Linked DNA regions of Mus musculus: region 1 is linked to region 2. Evidence: chromatin contacts called from public HiChIP or PLAC-seq data. All regions are on one chromosome and are shown on one strand. The core of a region is the stretch at or near the end of the contact, and the rest is flanking DNA. Distances in the headings are between cores, read along the strand shown.

What was found. HiChIP or PLAC-seq counts read pairs in DNA pulled down with a chosen protein or histone mark.
Region 1: a contact with region 2 is called in an H3K4me3 HiChIP or PLAC-seq map of bone marrow-derived macrophages, with 2.1 times the contacts expected there. The contact joins the enhancer-like site here to the promoter of Pdcd7 in region 2. A contact is called at or near these places in 6 of 39 promoter capture datasets (the C10 cell line, HPC-7-derived erythroid cells, hematopoietic stem and progenitor cells and 3 more), 19 of 484 Hi-C or Micro-C datasets (the AML12 cell line, the Ba/F3 cell line, the C2C12 cell line and 14 more), 9 of 115 datasets of contacts at active chromatin or transcription factors (CD8 T cells, the SCID.adh cell line, bone marrow-derived macrophages and 4 more) and 3 of 9 other capture datasets (adipose tissue, liver and pancreatic islet).

The regions. Positions count from the first base shown.
Region 1 is chr9:65,310,084-65,315,083 of GRCm38.p6, reverse strand. Clpx (caseinolytic mitochondrial matrix peptidase chaperone subunit) reads right to left here. Exons shown (of 14, transcript NM_011802.3): 5 at 4,773-4,932; 6 at 2,945-2,986. Among named protein-coding and RNA genes, the nearest start is that of Clpx, 18 kb to the right of the region's middle. Within about 2 kb of position 3,608, at least 7 of the 459 cell types and tissues checked have an H3K27ac peak or open chromatin away from gene starts, as enhancers often do. A contact at or near this core is called in bone marrow-derived macrophages, where this site is marked.
Region 2 is chr9:65,342,848-65,348,149 of GRCm38.p6, reverse strand. It overlaps Pdcd7 (programmed cell death 7), which reads right to left and starts at 2,082. Exons shown (of 5, transcript NM_016688.2): 1 at 1,142-2,082. The coding sequence starts at 2,008.

The DNA of each region.
Region 1 (5,000 bases), core at 2,359-4,858, 35 kb after region 2:
TTATCCACATTAGGGAATGTGCATATCTGAATTTAGCTGCTATTGGCAAATTTTTTAATTTCTGGGAAATATAATTAGGAACTATAATAAAAAAGGACGTGACTTTGATTTATCTCTGTCCAATAGAAAAAAATGATTTAGATAATTTTTTTAAATTACAAGAGAAAAATAAGTTACAATAAAGCTACGTGATACACATGTATTTTATTTATTCAGGGCGCTACAGAGTGGGTCCAGCAGGTAAAAGCCCTAGCTGGATAACTCGACAACCTTGAATTTGATCCCTGGAATGCATGTGAAATCTATCGCCTTTATTGAGAGATGCAGGGCTGGCTTGGTATGCACAGTGCAGCAGCAGAAACAGGAAAGACTCAGCATCAACCAAGTACAGCTCCTGGCAGTTGTCCTCTGACCTCCATGTGCTGTTGGCCGCATACACAACAAAACAAACTGGCAATGGTGATGTGGATTACTCTATTTTATGAGTAGTGCCCTAGATTATCCTTTGAGGGGAGTCTACTTTCAGGTAGCCCGCCATCTCTGCTTGGCCTCACTCTGTAAGCCATTCTCCACAATGACAGCTGTGAGCAGAGAGGTTACAGTGATGCTCAGTGACACGCAGCTCAACAAACCTGTGTCTGTGTCACTAATCCCTGTAGACTTTCTTCTACTGATTTATACTTTCACTAGGTATCAGCCTAAATTATTAGTATTGATTGCAAAGTTGATTCTATCTTTAGATTTGAGAATCTATGTACATTGAAACTAGCCTGAAACTTTTGGTGTAGCTCAAGTGGCCTTGAGTTCACTGAGTGCTGGGATTACAAGCATGTAAGACCACACTTGGTTTAGATCTTATATTCTTCTATATAACTTAATTCTATTGCATTAACTGTATGTCTTTCTAAAAAAATCTTTGTGTATGGGTATTTTGCCTGCATGTATGTCTGTGCACCACTTGCCTGCTTATTGCCTTTGGAGGCCAAAAGGGGAACTCGATGTCCTAGAACTGGAGTTTCAGATAGTTGTGAGCTGCCAATGAAAAGCAGTCAGTGCTCTTAGCCACTGAGCTATCTCTCCAGCTCATCTGAGAGTATGTCTTAATTTTACTGTGTCACTTATTGAATATTAGTATTTCCATAAATGTAAAAATAACTTGGTCAAGATATGGTGGCACACACCTGTAACTTCAACACTCTACAATTCAAGGCCAGCCTTGGCTGCACAATTAGATCACTGTATCAAGCACAGACATGCACAGACCTATGTAGTTACACACCAGAGACAATTTTCTCTTTAAAAAAATTTAAATCTAGCCGGGCGTGGTGGCCTACGCCTTTAATCCCAGCACTCAGAAGGCAGAGGCAGGTGGATTTCTGAGTTTGAGGCCTGCCTGGTCTACAGAGTGAGTTCCAGGACAGCCAGGGCTACCCAGAGAAACCCTGTCTTAAAAAACAGCAACGCCGGGCGTGGTGGCGCACGCCTTTAATCCCAGCACTCGGGAGGCAGAGGCAGGCGGATTTCTGAGTTCGAGGCCAGCCTGGTCTACAAAGTGAGTTCCAGGACAGCCAGGGCTATACAGAGAAACCCTGTCTCGAAAAACCAAAAAAAAAAAAAAAAAAAAAAAAAAAAAACAGCAACAAGCCGGGCGTGGTGGCCTACGCCTTTAATCCCAGCACTCAGGAGGCAGAGGCAGGCGGATTTCTGAGTTCGAGGCCAGCCTGGTCTACAAAGTGAGCTCCAGGACAGCCAGGGCTATACAGAGAAACCCTGTCTCGAAAAACCAAAAAAAAAAAAAAGCAACAAAAAATTTTAATTAGACATACTGATTTTTGTATTAGATTGGTTTCCCTCTGTGTTACAACACACATGCTGAGGTTAGAAGGCATGGTGGGAGTCCATTTCCTCCACTGTGTGGAGCCACTATGTGAGTACTGACTGACTCAGTCACTAAGCTGGCACATCAAGTATCTTTATTCATTTGGCCATCTTGTTGGCCCACAAAAGATAAGGGCCTGGAGAGATGGCTCAAGAGTTAGGAGTGCATACTGCTCTTGAACAAAACCTGAGTTTGGTTCCTAACATCCACAACAGGCAATGCACGACAACCTAGAACTCCAGCTCTGGGGGATCCAACAACCCTGGCTTCCATGGATACTTGTTCTCATTTGTGTGTGTGTGTGTGTGTGTGTGTGTGTGTGTGTGTGTGTGTGTGTGTGTGTGGGTTGGCTTGCTTGCTTTGAGACAAGGATTCTCTGTGTAGCCCCGACTGTCCTGAACTTCATTTTACGTAGACCAGGCAGGCCTGGAACTCAGAGATCTGCCTGCCTCTACCTCTCCAGAGCTGGGATTAATTAAAGGTGTACATCACCACCTTCCCCTGGCAAAATCTTTTTTAAAACTTATTCCAAGGCTGGCAAGATGGCTCAGCGGGTAGGAACACTTGACTGCTCTTCCAAAGGTCCTGAGTTCAAATCCCAGTAACCACATGGTGGCTCACAACCACCCGTAATGAGATCTGATGCTCTCTTCTGGCACGTCTGAAGACAGCTGCAGTGTAGTTATGTATAATAATAAATACATCTTAAAAAACAAAAACAAAAAAACCTTTCAGCCGGGCACAGTGGTGCACGCCTTTAATCCCAGCACTTGGAAGGCAGAGGCAGGTGGATTTCTGAGTTTGAGGCCAGCCTGGTCTACAAAGTGAGTTCCAGGACAGCCAGAGCTATACAGAGAAACCCTGTCTCGAAAAAACAAAAAACAAAAAAAAAAACCCTTATTCCAAAGTTACATACTGCATATGAAAGAGACATTTCAATGATGCACAAGAGCGTTGAATAACCTTCTTGGTACCTAACACACAGGCGAGCAGATCACCTCCCACTGAGCTGCACCACTGAGGCCTCAGAACAGAGTACAGCCAGGGCCTGAGGGAGGGACTTACTTGTAAATCTGTACTCATCCTCCCGTCTTCTTATTTCTAACTCTAAGAAAGGAGATAAAAAGGGCAATATGAAATATTATATATGTGTTTAGTTTGGGACAGCAAGAATGAATTTTTACTTCCTGCCTTCCTCCAAATTCATTTAAAGGATGTATTCAGTTTTCCATTTTTTATGTTATGAAACAATTTCTATACAACATCCTTTCTATGTTAAAAAACCTGAAGCCTGTAATGGGATCTGATGCCCCCTTCTGGTGCGTCTGAAGACAGCTACAGTGTACTCACATACATGAAATGGATAGATAGATAGATAAATAAATAAATAAATAAATAAATAAATATTAAAAAAAAACAAAAACAAAAACAAAAAAAAACTGAAACCAAGCTTAATGATGGTTGCCCAGGTACTCATAGTCACATAGTAAAATTTAAAATAATTCTCTATTAAAACTGTTGTCTATTTTAAAGAATAATAAACTATGCATCATGAATTGAAGTTCTTCATACTATAAATGTGGAACTTTTTGCTCTTCTAGCATCTCCTACGATTTAGATATTAATGACTGATATAAAAGAACTAGAAAATAGTTGCTGAATGACAAGATTGTGCGCTTTGGAGCTTATAAAACTGAAGGTCCTATGACCACCATTAGGTATGACTTCCACTTTCTAAAAATAAGGTCAACTCATATTACCACATAACTCCCTTACAAAAAGCTCAACAGTTGAACATGTCTTCATTAAAGCAGTTATGTTTTTATAGTAGCTACTTAAAAGCATTAGCAGAAGTTTCTCAAATTGTATGATAATGACTAAAAGAACCTAAAATGTTGGATTTTAGATCTAGATCAGAAATCAGGGCTCCCTGGAAAATAAAATAAAAACCTAAATATTTATATTTTAATTGTATTATAATTTATATTTAAAAACAAATTCTATTGCTATACTTTATTGTCTACAGTAAATTGACATTGTGTAGTACAATGAAATATTAGAATCTCAGATTAATAGGAAAAAATACTGAAAATTACTTACAAATTTGCCCTTAACCTCATATTCTGTAGCTGCATCCAATCCCCCTGCCAAAAAATGCTAAAAATGCTCTTAAGTTATCACCTCTGACTTAGGCAAATCAAATTCTGTATCCTGAACCCAAAAGACAAAAACTAGAGTTGTCCAGAGCACTGCAGTGATCTGTCCACAGTAATCAAGCCTTCAAAGCCACTCAACCTCTCCTCCAGCAGCCTTCAAGGTCTTGTTGGCTCTGTGATGCTCCTTATCAAAGGCAAAGGCAAGCGGTGAGGGCCAAGCAGGGCTGCCACAGCTGAGCTTCTCACACGCTTCCTAAAGAGATCTTCAAGAAACACACTTTATGGGGCTGTGAGATGGCTCCGCGGTTAAGAGCACTGACAGCTCTTCTGGAGGTCCTGAGTTCAAATCCCAGCAACCACATGGTGGCTCACAACCATCTGTAACAAGACCTGATGCCCTCTTTTGGTGTCTGAAGAAAGCTACAGTGTACTTACATATAATAAATAAAATAAATCCTTTTTAACAAAAAAAAAAACCCACATTTTACTTTGTGACTCCCAAGTTTTAAGAAACAATACTTACCTTAACAAAAGTTAATGTACTTTGACATTTTTCATTCTCACCTACTTAATAACAACAACAAAAAAAAGCTACTGGTAAGGCACCAAAATAATTTCATAATCTACTGTGAGATAATTTAAATATTGTACTTTGGTAAGAAGATTTTCAAATAAGAGCTACACATAAAGATTAGGCATAGTAATCTGCATTGTGGTCAATTACCAAGGACACTAACCTCTAGGTGTTAGTGATGTCTGCTTCTCAGCCTCTGCTTGCTGTCTCAGATTAGCTGGAATATTATTATATATTCTCTTATAATGATTATACACGGCAACTGAAAGCACTTTCTTAGCAAACGACTGGCCAACAACATACTTGTCGAGGTAGTTATAAATCTGAAAAGTGATTAGGCATTAACAATTTACTACGAGCCATCATAAAAACAAACACATTTCGAAACTAT
Region 2 (5,302 bases), core at 833-3,332:
AATTCCCAGCACCCATACAGATGGTTCATCACCATCTGTAACTCTAGTTCCAGGGGATCCAATGTCCTCTTCTGACCCCATAGGCAGGAGGCACATATGCAGTGCACATACACACACAGGCAAAACAATCACAAAACCCAAAATAAATAACTCTGAAACAACAATAACAATAGTAATAGCATTCAAAGGAAATGAGGATGTCTTCAACCTACACTTGGCAAATCCTACTTTCTCCCGGGTTCTACTGAAGAACATGAGACAGACAAGCTTTGAAGTCATACAACTTGGGACTAAATCTGAGGTAATATTGGTATACAGGCTTGTGTGACTGCTGTCAAGTTAGCTGCTTTAAGTCTCAGTCTGTAAAATTAGGGTAATGAATTCCTCGGGATTGTGTGCAGGACACTAGTGTAGTGTCTACTATAGATATGAGTACTGAACAGGGGTAAGGAAGGCATGGACAAAACAGCACAGCAACCTGAGAGACCAGTGGGACCGGGCTATGCACACTCTCCAAAAATAACCGGAGTATCTCATGGGCCTTGTGGCTGCCAATCTGTTGACAGTGTTTTCCTTTCTAATCTGCACTTGCTACTTACTGCATTGTTTTTGAATATAGTTTTCCTGCTATTTTTACAATTTTGTGTGAGTCCTTAATTCAATCATTTGAGTAAGAGGCCAAGTACCTGGAAACACCTGATCCAGACAGACCCACTCCACCGGATACACTGGTATTCATAGTATCAAACCAAAACAAATGAACCCGGGAGAGAACTATTATCAACCTCATCAGCCAATTATGTTATAAAGGTTTCTAGGTGTGGTCCAAGTCCTCTACATTTGCATGCTTTAGGACAGTATAAAAGATACTGCTCTGCATCTTCAGTAAGTGGATCCAACTTTGAAGCAGGACACAAGAGGTGTGTCCTCCCAGAAATGCACCAGTGTAAACCTGTCGCGTGTTTAAGGGACTTTATAGTCCAAATTCTAGAGTTTTATGCACCACACATCGTCAACAAGGAATACAGAGCAAAGAAGTGGCAAAGGCTAGCTTTCGCGGATAAGCATACAAGTTAACTAGCACGCAGATTCGAGTTCCAGACACCACAGCTCCAACCACCGAGCGCATACTGGTTCTCACCCGCTTCTTTTCCTCCACTTCCTGCACGCACTTCACCCTCCAGCGGTCAATCTCCTGCTCCCGTTCCGTGGCCTGCGCGGCCTCCGCCTCCCGCTCAGCCTCCCGATCCCGGGCCCTCTCACGAAGCCGCAGCCGGCGGCGCCGGACCCTCTCCAGCCTCCGTCGCGCCTCGCCCACATAGGCGGCCTGGGCCAGCGGCTGCAGCCGCTCCGCTAGCTCCGCTCGTAGTGGCGCCGCCTGAGCGTGCAGGGAGGCCCAGGCTGCTCCGTCGGCCTCAGCCTCGCGCAGGGACTGCCCCAAGCTGCGTAGCCGCCGCACCAAACGCAAAGCGGAACGCAACCGCGCGCGGACTTCACCCAGGCTGGGCCCGGCGGGTGTGCGCGGGGTCCGGAGGCCACCGGGCCGCCGGGGGTTCCCGAACACCGCCTCCAGCCACTGCCGATCACGCAGGCGCTGCAGGGCCGCGTCTCCGAGCACGTCGGGCGGCGGCGGCGCCTCCGCCCAGCGCGGGCTCCAGGGCGGCCCGGGACCTGGAGGCGGTGGCCGTGGACGCTCGACGGCGTCGGGCCCCGGGAAGGGCCGGCACTGCGGCGGCGGCGGCGGCAGCGGTGGGGGTGGCACCGGGAAGAAGGCGCCGCCACCGCCACCGCCGCGGGAGGCCTCGGCTGGCGCGCGGGGCTGCAGGGCCAGCGGAGGCTGGAGGAAGGGGGCGGAAGCCCCCGGGAAGGGGCCGGGTCGCTGGGGAAGGGGCGGCGGGAAAGCCGGAGAGGGCAGCGGCGGGGGCGGACAGCCGAATGGAGCGGAAGGCGGTGGCTGCGGAGGGGGAGGTCCCTGACGGCTCTGGGCGAAAAAAGGTGGCAGAGCCATGTCTGTAGTGCAGCGGTTGGGAGCAGTGACAGTAATCTGGGAACTTCTTTATCCGGGTTCCAGGAGGAAGTGACGTGTATAACGTGCGACCGGTGCTTGACTCACTTCCCGGAAGCGAGGCGTAGTGCAGGACCTTGGTTTGTCGTGCCAGGAAGCTTGAACCTTCCCAAACCACCAAGGATCCGTCTCCGATGTTAGGGTTTATTTCGGGCTCAGGCTCGGGCTCTCCTCCAAATCGACCTTAACACAGCAGGACAGAAAGAGAAGGCGGAGCAGCCCTGAACCCTCAGTAGAACAAGTTTTTATAGAAAAATAAAAGCTGAAAGGAAATAAAACTTGAGACATGTGATTCATGTAATTTATGTCAAATAGCCCAAAGAGTTGTTTGTGAGCTTTGAAACCTGGGGCTGAGAACATAGCAGAACAGGCCAGGACATGCCCCCCTATCTCCCGCCCTTCTGACAGTCTGTTGATGTTTAAATGAACCAATCATGTGAAACCTCGCCAATTCCTCCCCCAGCCCCATCCCTTTTCTATAAAAATCCCTAGCTTCCAAGCGTCAGAGTCGAAACCACTGTCTCCTGTGTGAGATACGTTTCGAACCGGAGCTCTGCCATTATGGCTCCACCATGTGGTCGACACCTCTGTCTCCTGAGGGAGATATATGTCGGCCCGGAGCTCCGTCATTAAACTACCTCATGCTTTTACATCAAGATGGTTGTCTGTTCGTGATTCTTGGGTGCGCTCCGAATGGAAATTGAGTGGGGGTTTCCCCACTAGGTTCTTTCAAAGCGAGGGAGGGGTTGTCCAGTCTGGCAAGCATCTAATAGAATGACTATAAGCCAATAGTTGGGTGCCCTGAATCGTGCATTTGATCACAAACAGTTTGAAAGTACATCTGAAACAATCAAACTAATCTTTGATTAACTGTTGCTAGGAAGTAGCTAGGGATTAACTCTGGCCAAGGACAAGCCATGGGGTCCTTTCTGGTATTTTGGTGCAGCTTGAGTTCTGCTTTTTTCTTTTCTTGAAGATGGAGGCTGGTCCCAAGATGGAGTAGGTTTGGCCTCTCCAATTCAGTCTTGAATTCAGAAATCCTGATGATTGTTAACGTTCTAGAGGGACTAGAGACACGGTCTGAAGCTCCGGCTAAGATCTGAAAGACAACAAAAAGTTATGAGAGGAACACAGGATGGAAGCAGCAGGTACTAGTGATTTGCAGTATGTCTGCTGGGGGTCGAAAGAATGCAGGGTGTAAAACACAGAAACACAAAGAGAAGCTAGGTGGTCTTGGAGAGATAGATGTTACAGTGTCCATATGTCATATTGATAGAACCTAGTGGGGAAACCCCCACTCAATTCCCGATTTGGTGTGCACCCAAAACCCAAAAAATCACGAATAGACCGTCTTTGATGTAAACACACAAGGTAGTTTAATGATGGGGTTCCGGACCAACATGCATCCCACACAGGAGATAACGGATGTTGGCCACAGGCTCGAAAGCTAGGGGTTTTTATGGGGTAAGGAGCTTAGGGGTGTGGAATTCAGCATAGCGACATGCTATTGGCTTATTCAAACATCAGCAGAAAAATTACATGTACGTGCAGGATGTCAGAGTTCTATGAGTTGTTGACTCAGTTCAGATAGCCCTGTTATGTCCTCACATTCCTCTTTATCTTTATGGTCAAGCTGTTCCCAGGAATGTTTTAACTATGGGGCATGCCCGGGTTTGTTTTTCTTTTTTCTCAGCCCCAGGCAGCCTCTAGGCTCACAAACAACCAGCAATTTCTGAGTACTTTATATGACATACAGGTCTTGAAATTTCATCTTTCTTTCAATATCTTTGATTTGCTTTGATCTTCTGGCTGTTCTGGAACTGGTTCCCTAGACCCAGCTGGTCTCGAACTCAAAGAGATCTGTCTGCCTCTGCCTCCCCAGTGCTGAGATTCAAGGCATGAGCCACCACTGCCTGGCTCCAGGGTGTCATGTTTTAAAAGAAAAGAAGGAAGGAAGGAAGGAAAGAAGGGAAAGGTAAGGAAGGAAGAAAGGAAGAAGGAAAGAAAGAAAGAAAGAAAGAAAGAAAGAAAGAAAGAAAGAAAGAAAACTGACTAATGGCTATAAGCCAGAATTGTAAAGGGAAATCCTTCCATCTTATTAGTTAAAAAAGTTAAACTTCTTTGGTATAAACTTAAGACTCACATTCAGCTGTAAGAAACAATACAAAGGAGCCTGCGTGTCCTTTATCCTGGTTTCCCAACTTGCAACATCTTACAAAGCTGCAGTGCATTTTCCCTTTTAGAACCACACCATTTTTATCCCTTAATCCACCTTCTGAAATCTCAGTTATCACTAATTCACATACTAAAAGAGTTGTGTGTGTGTGTGTGTGTGTGTGTGTGTTCACTAATCCAGGAGTGCACTCACAAGGAGGCTCAGAAAGCACAGTGTGCTATCAGAACTGGAGATTTATCTATCTGTGTTTTATTAGTATTATTCCTGACAGGATCCCATAAAATGAATTTATACTTCTGTTTGATCATTTTGTTCCTGGGGGAGATTAAAGTCATGTACCACCGCCACCTTGTTCACTAAATCTAGAATTTAAAAAACTACTAATTTACAGAGATCTACTTGCCTCTGCTGTGATTAAAGGCACGATCTACCATAGCCCTGCTCAAATATTTTATCTTATCTCCAAAAACACACCAGCTCTTGGATATTTAGAAATCAAAGTTTGAACTGTAGTAACTCTTTGAATTTACTTGAAATATTTTAAATCTCTTAAATGTGTTTTTAATACCAAACAACAAAAATATCTGAACTGGAAATTTCTATTTCTTTGGAGACTTAGTTGTGTCATGTAATGTTTTTCTGGAAACTCTTAAGAGAGGATGTTTTTGCTGAAGCAGAAACAAGGGAGGGTGTTTTGCTGAGAACAGACATGTGGTGTTTTGCTAGATCGGATACTTGAGAGAACACGTGGTATTTGGAAAGGGTATAAATATAACCCAACAGACAACGAATGGATAGCACTGTATGGTATTGGTTCACCCTGCCATTCTTTGTTGGTATTCATTTGTCGGGACTATATAAAAAGAACTCCTGATGGTGTTCTAGAAGGGAGACTAAAGCATTTAAGCATTTTCTGCCCATACTGAGGCAATTTCAGCATTAGTAAAAGGTACCACAATTTTTGTTGGGTCTGTTGGGTCTATTCCTGCTCTTTGACAAAGTATTGCAAGATATAATCACACTGTGAACCTGAGATTGTTTTATTTACTAAAAAACCCTGT